3 separate regions of the Mus musculus genome follow, and all the other regions are linked to region 1. The links are chromatin contacts, called in public HiChIP or PLAC-seq and Micro-C maps. All regions are on one chromosome and are shown on one strand. The core of a region is the stretch at or near the end of the contact, and the rest is flanking DNA. Distances in the headings are between cores, read along the strand shown. Region 1 overlaps Hmcn2 (hemicentin 2). Region 2 holds the start of Exosc2 (exosome component 2). Region 3 has its middle 16 kb from the start of Hmcn2.

The links. Hi-C and Micro-C count contacts between places; a contact is called where the count stands out from the background. HiChIP or PLAC-seq counts read pairs in DNA pulled down with a chosen protein or histone mark.
Region 2: an H3K4me3 HiChIP or PLAC-seq map of embryonic forebrain shows a contact between it and region 1, with 2.9 times the contacts expected there. The contact joins the promoter of Exosc2 here to the enhancer-like site in region 1. A contact is called at or near these places in 15 of 39 promoter capture datasets (the 3T3-L1 cell line, 3T3-L1-derived adipocytes, the C10 cell line and 11 more), 19 of 115 datasets of contacts at active chromatin or transcription factors (acute myeloid leukemia, bone marrow-derived macrophages, craniofacial prominence and 11 more) and 3 of 9 other capture datasets (adipose tissue, liver and pancreatic islet).
Region 3: a contact with region 1 is called in a Micro-C map of muscle stem cells, with 2.6 times the contacts expected there. The contact joins two enhancer-like sites. A contact is called at or near these places in 1 of 484 Hi-C or Micro-C datasets (muscle stem cells), 2 of 115 datasets of contacts at active chromatin or transcription factors (both in embryonic stem cells) and 2 of 9 other capture datasets (adipose tissue and embryonic stem cells).

What each region holds. Positions count from the first base shown.
Region 1 is chr2:31,447,908-31,450,514 of GRCm38.p6, reverse strand. The region is part of intron 86 of Hmcn2 (hemicentin 2); the gene reads right to left. Among named protein-coding and RNA genes, the nearest start is that of Ass1, 21 kb to the left of the region's middle. Within about 2 kb of position 1,279, at least 69 of the 459 cell types and tissues checked have an H3K27ac peak or open chromatin away from gene starts, as enhancers often do. A contact at or near this core is called in embryonic forebrain, forebrain and muscle stem cells, where this site is marked.
Region 2 is chr2:31,669,430-31,672,036 of GRCm38.p6, reverse strand. It overlaps Exosc2 (exosome component 2), which reads right to left and starts at 1,322. Exons shown (of 9, transcript NM_144886.3): 1 at 1,176-1,322. The coding sequence starts at 1,297.
Region 3 is chr2:31,296,918-31,299,524 of GRCm38.p6, reverse strand. No RefSeq gene overlaps it. Among named protein-coding and RNA genes, the nearest start is that of Hmcn2, 16 kb to the left of the region's middle. Within about 2 kb of position 1,279, at least 129 of the 459 cell types and tissues checked have an H3K27ac peak or open chromatin away from gene starts, as enhancers often do. A contact at or near this core is called in muscle stem cells, where this site is marked.

The DNA.
Region 1 (2,607 bases), core at 30-2,529:
GGTATATGCTTGGGGTCCTGGTGCTGGCGAGGCAGAGACAGCAGAGGGAGAGGTGGAACCCTGGGGCTCATCAGCTAACCTGCTTAACCTGGGCTCAGTGAAAGATCCTCTCTCAAAAACAAGATGGACAGCTCCTGGGGAGCGACACAAGTTGTCATCTGGCCTCCTTATGCACCTGCACCCACATGCACCTGCACACACATACACCCAGACACACATCATGCACACAGATACAACCATACACACATCATGCACACAGGTGTACTCATATCCACATGCACCTGCACACACATACACATGCACCTACACACAATGCACATGCACACATATACACCTGCATACACATGTATGACATACATGCACCCACACATACATGCACCTACATACATGCACGTGCACACATGCATGCACACACATGTACCTGCACACATGCATGACCTACATGCATCCATCCATGCATGCACCTATATACATGCACACACATGCATCTGCACGCATGCACCTGCCCACATACACCTGCCAACATGCACCTGCCCACATGTATGTACAATGCACCTACCCACACACGCACCTGCACATACACGTGCACACATACACATAGAGCCAGGCAAGTCATGTCCCTAGATCACATCAAGTTGGCTTGTTTATAAAATGAGGAGGTGGGTCTACAGACACACAGAAGACCTGTTGGTCTAAAACTTGCCAAGAGCTATGATGGCAGAGGTTGCATGCTATAGGGACAGGGCGCCATGCCAAGAACTGAGTATTATCACCAGAGCATCCTCATTCCATCAGTGGCCCTGGCTCCAGCTGGTCTGCAGCTGCTCTGGCTGGAGTGGGCTGGCTGCCCAGAGGCTGCCAGGCACTCCAAGCAGCCGTTCTTTTGCACAAACTCAATGGATGACATCGGCCCACAGGGCCCCTGCTTCCTCTGCCTAATGAACCAGCTGACTCTTTTGGGCAGATGGCCTTCCAGGGGGCACAATACAGAGGGAGTCTGGCTCTCTGCTCACTAGCCCTCCAGGGAAATTAACAGCAAACTGCAGATGAACTATCAAAAAACAACCCGGAAAAACAAAAAAACAAAACACAGAACATTCCATGGCCAGATTCTTAAATGGTCAATCAAGACGGGTTAATGTCAGGTTCTAGGAAGTGCAGCCCTCATCTGGGGTCTGGTGATGCCCATCTGGAATGTTTCTCATCCATATTTGTTTCACAACAGGGCACAGGGAGGGAGCTGGCTCCTGCAGGGAGGGAGACAAGTCTGACCCAGATCCCTGGAGGCCACAGGCGCTCTGAGCCCTTGAATGGCAGGCCACTTTTTAGACATTAGGAGTCTCAGCCTCTTGTTGCCCATCCCTGAAAAAAAACAGCCAGGCCTAGGACACACTCTTACACTGATGAGGCAGAAAGAATAAAACAGCAGGGAGGAGGGACAGGTCTGTAGTCAGGGCAGGAGATTCAGTGCTTACCTAGCTGGTTGTCCTGGTCCCCAGGACTGCCAAGCCAAGGCCAACCAAACAAATGAAAAACAACATGAAACAGGGGCTGGAGAGATGGCAGTAAAGTACGTGATGTGCAAGCAGGAAGACCTCTTCTAGGGTGAGCTCACATAAAAGCTGTGTGCCTGTGACTCTAATGCTGGGGAGAAAGGGCTGCAAGAGAGGCAGACCCTGGGGCCAGCTGGCCAGACAGCCTAAGAGACTGGTGAGTGCTGGGTTAGTGAGAGATTCTGGCTCAAACAGAAAGTAAGGACGGAGGCTGGAGAGATGGCTAAGTAGTTAGGAGAATGCACGTACTGCTCTTGCAGAGGACCCAGGTTCAGTGTCCAGCATCTGTACCAGGTAGTTCACAATCATCTGTAACTCAAGTTTCAAGGAAACCAACACCCTTTTCTGGCTTCTGTGGGCACTTGCATGCACACAGTGCACATAAATTCACACAGGCACACATACATACACATACATAAAAAAAAAATAAATCTCCTTATAAGGTTGGGGAGCAATAGAGTAAGACACTCAGTGTCAACTCTGTTTCTTCACCTGCGCACACACACACCACACACACATGCACACACACTCACACACACACACACACCATACACACACACTCACACACAAAATCACATACATATTCACATACATACTCTCTCTCACACACACATACACTCACACACTCTCACATAGTCAAACACATACACAGTCACCCCCTCATTCACACACAACACATTCACACACACACACACACACACTCACACACACGCACACACTCACACTCACACACTCACACACAAAATCACATACACATTCACATACATACTCTCTCTCACACACACATACACTCACACACTCTCACATAGTCAAACACATACACAGTCACCCCCTCATTCACACACAACACATTCACACACACACACACACACACACTCACACACACGCACACACTCACACTCACACACTCACACACAAAATCACATACACATTCACATACATACTCTCTCTCACACACACATACACTCACACACTCTCACATAGTCAAACACATACACAGTCACCCCCTCATTCACACACAACACATTCACATACACACACACACACACACACA
Region 2 (2,607 bases), core at 73-2,572, 220 kb before region 1:
AAGCTTAGAGGCAACACTATAAACACTATAATCTCATTTGTACCAAAAAAAAAGAAGAAAGAAAAAGAAAGAAAGAGGAAGAAAGAACAAACTAGGTGCAACGGACAAACGGCCACACCTTTGAGTTAAGAATTTGGGAGGCGGGCTGGTGAGATGGCTCAGCAGGTAAGAGCACCCGACTGCTCTTCCAAAGGTCCTGAGTTCAAATCCCAGCAACCACATGGTGGCTCACAACCATCCGTAATGAGATCTGACTCCCTCTTCTGGTATGTCTGAAGACAGCTACAGTGTACTTACATATAATAAATAAATAAATCTTAAAAAAAAAAAAAAAGAATTTGGGAGGCAGAAGCAGGTGGATCTCTTGAGTTCAAAATCAGAGCGGTCTACATAGTAAGTTCCAGGACAGTCAGTGCTACATAGTGAGATTGGAGGGTTGGGGGTGAGGGGGGGGGACGACGGGGGGGGGGGGACGGACAGACATCGGGAAGACTGGCTACCTAATGCAGATTTATCTTTGGTGGTAATACAATGGTGGATTTTGCTCTCCTGCCCCACTTTTCAGTTAATACTCACTAACCTACCAATTCCTGTTGTCACCACTGTCTTCCAGGTGAGGATACCGGCCTTAGCAAGGTGCTAAACTAAGGATAACAATGTCAGATGTCCGACTCCATAGACAGCCCTAACTGCCACATGTTGTGACTTTCCGTGCTAAATTTGTATTGTTGGGTACAATATGTTGCCTCAACCCCCGCTCCACCAAAATTACTGCTTCCAAGTCAGGCTTGTCGCTGAGGTAACACTGAAAGAGATGACCAACCCCACTGTCCATTCAGAGGGTTGTAAGAAGGGCCCTGCAACCAGCCCTCCCCAGTTCTCCCTCCCTAGGAAGGCTCAAGAATCTTGAGTTTCAGGATAAGGGTCCAAAAGTTCCGAACGCCATAGATCAAAAGAGGGAATCAGGAACTGACAAAGGTGCAGCCAAGATGCCGGGAGTCAGAAGCGTGAGGCTCGCAAAGGAGGGAACTAGTATGGATGCTCCGATGTGTCCCGGGTAACTCGGGGACTTAGATACAACGGGACAGGAGGCCTGGGTTCCGGGACAGCGGGCCACGTGCAGAGAGCTCTGCAGCCGCCTCCTGAGGCCTTGGGACCCCCAAATCCTCACGTACCGCATGAAGCCTGTGTCCGTGGTGATCGTGTCCCCCGGCACCACCAAGTGTTTCTTAGAGTCGCGGCCCAAGCTCTCACTGAGAGGTTTGCGAGCTTTAGGGAGCCTCATCTCCAACGCCATCTTGGCGCCAATGACTTGCGCAGGCGCAGCTCTACACCGCTCCTCAACTCCCGCCTTCCTTCAGAGAAGCGACCAATGGGAATGGATAGTGTGGCAGCCATGTTGAGTATTGGCAATATTAAGTTAACTCGTGGAAGTGAGGGCACCAAGCTGCCATGTTTACTATTGGCAAGAAAGCACCTGCGGAATGATGAATTCTCATGTCGTAAGGGAATATGACATTAGTTTGGTTTGGTGTTTGGATGTCAGTTTTGTGTTTGTTTTAGAGGAACGACCCCGTGTAGGGCTAGCCTCAAACTCTGTATAGTTGAGGATAACCTTGCTGAGGTCCAGATGTTCATGCCTCCACCTCCCAAATGCTGCGATTACGTGAGTTTGTGTAGGTTGTGGGTTTGGTGGTGGTGGTAGTGGTAGTGGTAGTGGTAGTGGTAGTGGTAGTGGTAGTGGTAGTGGTAGTGGTAGTGGTAGTGGTAGTGGTAGTGGTAGTGGTAGTGGTAGTGGTGTTTGATGCCCAAGAGGACAAAAGAGGATGTTGGAGTCCCTGTAACTGGAATTATAGAAGTTTGTGAGCCATTATGTGGGTGCTGGGAAACGAAACCAAGTCCTCTGGAAATGTGGCCAGTACTCTCAACCTCTGAACCACCTCTCCATTCCAGGTGTAGGATTTTTTAAAGACAGTGCCTCATGTCATCCAGGTTGGTCTCAAACTAGCTGTGTAACCCAGGGTATCCTTGAACTCCTCCTCCTCCACCTCCCAGGAGCTGGGATTACAGGTGTAAGCTGCCATACCAAACTGTATGAGTTTTTACCCAAACTGTTCCATTTCATCATTTTATTTATTGTTGGCAAGTCTAGAGATTGAGAAATGAACCTTGGCATCCAACTCAAAACCACTATAATCTAATATTTTGTAGACTATAGATTTAGGACCGGGATTTACAGGAAACACCATCTGAGGAGAAGCTAGAACCCTCTGAATACTGCTCCTCGTGGGCCTTGTCTTCTAGCCCCTTAGGTGCTGTCCTCACCTACTGCCCTATGGCTCTAATGTGCTTTAGTAAGGACCTCTTCTGAGTGATGACATGTGTCTGCTGAAAGATGACTGTTGTAAACAGTCATGTGACAAGCAAGTCTGTAGGGAGGCATAAATGTAACTTTTATTTTCCTGTTGTAATTGTTGACTGGGAGGTTTACTGTCTTTGTTTGCTAACCTAGGTCTAGTTCTGGAAGCTTCTAGACTCTGTACAGTCTTATCTAGGCCTAAAATGTTTTCAGCCTCTGAATTGCTGCTGAATAAGCTCCCCCTTTCT
Region 3 (2,607 bases), core at 30-2,529, 150 kb after region 1:
GCTTTGTCTATAAAATGTGAGTGTAATACCAGTCACAGCCTCTAGAGGGTGTTCCTGCAAGTATTAAATGAGCTAAAGCGGAGAATCCGGGTACAGAAAGGATCTAGGGTCAGCTGTGAGTATCAGAATGACCACTCATTCATCTGCTAAATGTTAAAATGGGGACTTACATAGAGGAGCCATTCCACCAGGCTTCCTGGGAAGCACAGAGAAGAGGAGCTGTGTGCAAGGAGTGCAAGCACCCAGAAGTGATCACTCGTCTCCCTACCTTCTCCACCTCTCCCGTTGGAAAATTGGGGGGTCCAGGGGCTAATCCAGGACCAGCTCTTTGTGGTGGTTTGAATAGGACCCCCCCCCCCCCCGCAAAGGCTCATATATTTGAACACTTGCTTATCAAGGAGTGCCGATACGTGACAGAGATTAGGAGGTCCACCCTGGTTGGAGGGAGTCTGTCACTGTGGATACAGCCTTGGGATTTCAGATGCAGAGCTCTCAGCTCCCTCTACAGCACCATGCCTGCCTGTGTGCCACCACGCTAATAGATAATAGACTAAGCCTCTGAAACTCTAAGCCAGCCCCAATAAAATGTTTTCTTTTATAGGAGTTGTGTGGTTAAGGTTTCCCTCAGCAATAGAGCACTAAGACCTCCTCTATCCCAGGATTGTTCCAGAAGTCACCACCACTCCCACTCTTCCTGATTTTCCAGAGGCAGGGGGGCGGGGGGAGGGAGTGGATTTCAGGACTCAGGAATGGTTTGACCCCTGAGATCTGCAGAAGTGAGTGGCTAGCCTGGGGTCTCACCAGGGGAAAGGACACAATTTCTGAGACAGAAGATGAAACAGACCATGAGCCCTGGTCCCTGACCGAAGGGTCCCTACAAAGTCCTTCCTGGACACCTCCTGGTAGACTCCAAGTGGATACCCTGGCCAGTCCACAGCCACTAGATCCTAAGTCTCTCGGCAAAGCAGAGATGTCCCCCACGGGATCCTTTGTCCTGGAAACATCCATCCTCTGGACTTTAAAGGAGGCAGAGGATACCCTGGGGAAGGAGGAGAAAGGGAGACGGGGAAGGGAGGAGACAAAACAATGACCTGAAACTTCGTCCCACGCAGGTACAGTTGTTGTTTGTTTGTTTGTCTGTTTGTTTTTATTTAATCGTCTTGGCAAAGGAGAATTTACATGCAAATACTTAGAAGAGACATCGGATCGTTAAATCCACCCAAAGGCACACACAATCTTTTGGAGATGATCTAAATCAGACTGGTGACAGAGACCCGAGACGGCGTAGTCAAGACACGCGTGCATTTCTCTTCCTAGACAAACTCAGTCTTGGGCTTGTGTGGCGACGGGGATGGGGACGAGATCCCAGAAACGCTCGTTTTGTTTTTTGTTTTTTTGGAGTCTGGCCCAACGGACTCAAAGAGGGTGAAGCAAGTTTCTTTGCTCTCACTCCATTGGTTAGAACTGAACCACATGGCCGCCCTTGCCCAAGGGAGGCTGGGAAATGTAGTCCTTTGCTCCACACCCCGCCCTGATGAAAGGAAGTGCAGGAGGCAACAACTTTCCAAGAGCTCAGTTTCCCAAACTCAGAGGATTTTGATGCTCTTTCTATGCCCACCACTATGGCCAGAAGATAGCCAAGAGGACAAGGTGGATGGATGTCAGGCAGGGTGGGAGAGGGCAGACCGGCTGCTGAGGAGGGCAGGGAGGCAGTGACCACTGCAGGGATCCTCCTTTGAATCTATACCACCATCCCCACCTCCCGCTCCTCTCTGCCCGGTCCTGTTCACCCCAAGTGGTGCCCTGGGTATTTTGTTATGGTTCGACTGTGAGGTGTCCCCTGCAAACCAGTACATTAAACACTGGTATTGGTCCCTGCCTAGTGGTTCTGTTTTGGAGTTTTGTAGAACTTTTGGCCTGTAGACAGCTTAGCTGGCAGACGTGCCCTGGACCTTAGAGATTACTAATCCCCTTCTGGTTTGGAGGTAGTTCTCTGCTCCCTGGTTTGAGTAAGCCTGAGGAGGACCTGCCTGCACTCCCACCACCATATCTTCCCAGCCATGGTAGACTAAAATCTCACCACGAGTGTAAATAAAAATTTCTCCACTATGATGTTTCTGCCCTGTATATTGGAGTGAGGAAGGGGGAGGTGGAAGACTCCCACTGGGAAGGAAACCAGCTGAGCTACCATAGAGAGCTCACTCCCCTGGGAGGAGGGAGAATTCCTAGGTGAAACCAGCACAGTAAGTCACCCACTAAGGTCAAGGCCTGCCTGTCCAGGGCGATGTGAGGCAGGATGGATGTGCCAGCCAGTGCTCTCAGCCCTCAGAGCCCCTAAGCTGTCCCTCCAGATCTGCCAGCAGGCAGCCTCCACAGCAAGCATACCCATGTGCCTGCCCGGCTTCCCTTGCACCCTGCACAGCTATGCCTGTTACATGGGGCTGGGGATTTGAACTCAGGTCCTCATGCGTTCAGAGGAGGCATCCCACTACTGATGCATCTCTCAGCCCCATCGATTTTCGACGCTTCCATGGATGCAATATGGTTGGGCTCTGTAAGTGGCCTCCAGCTTCCACCTAGGGACAGTTCCTGAGGACTGAGACCCTC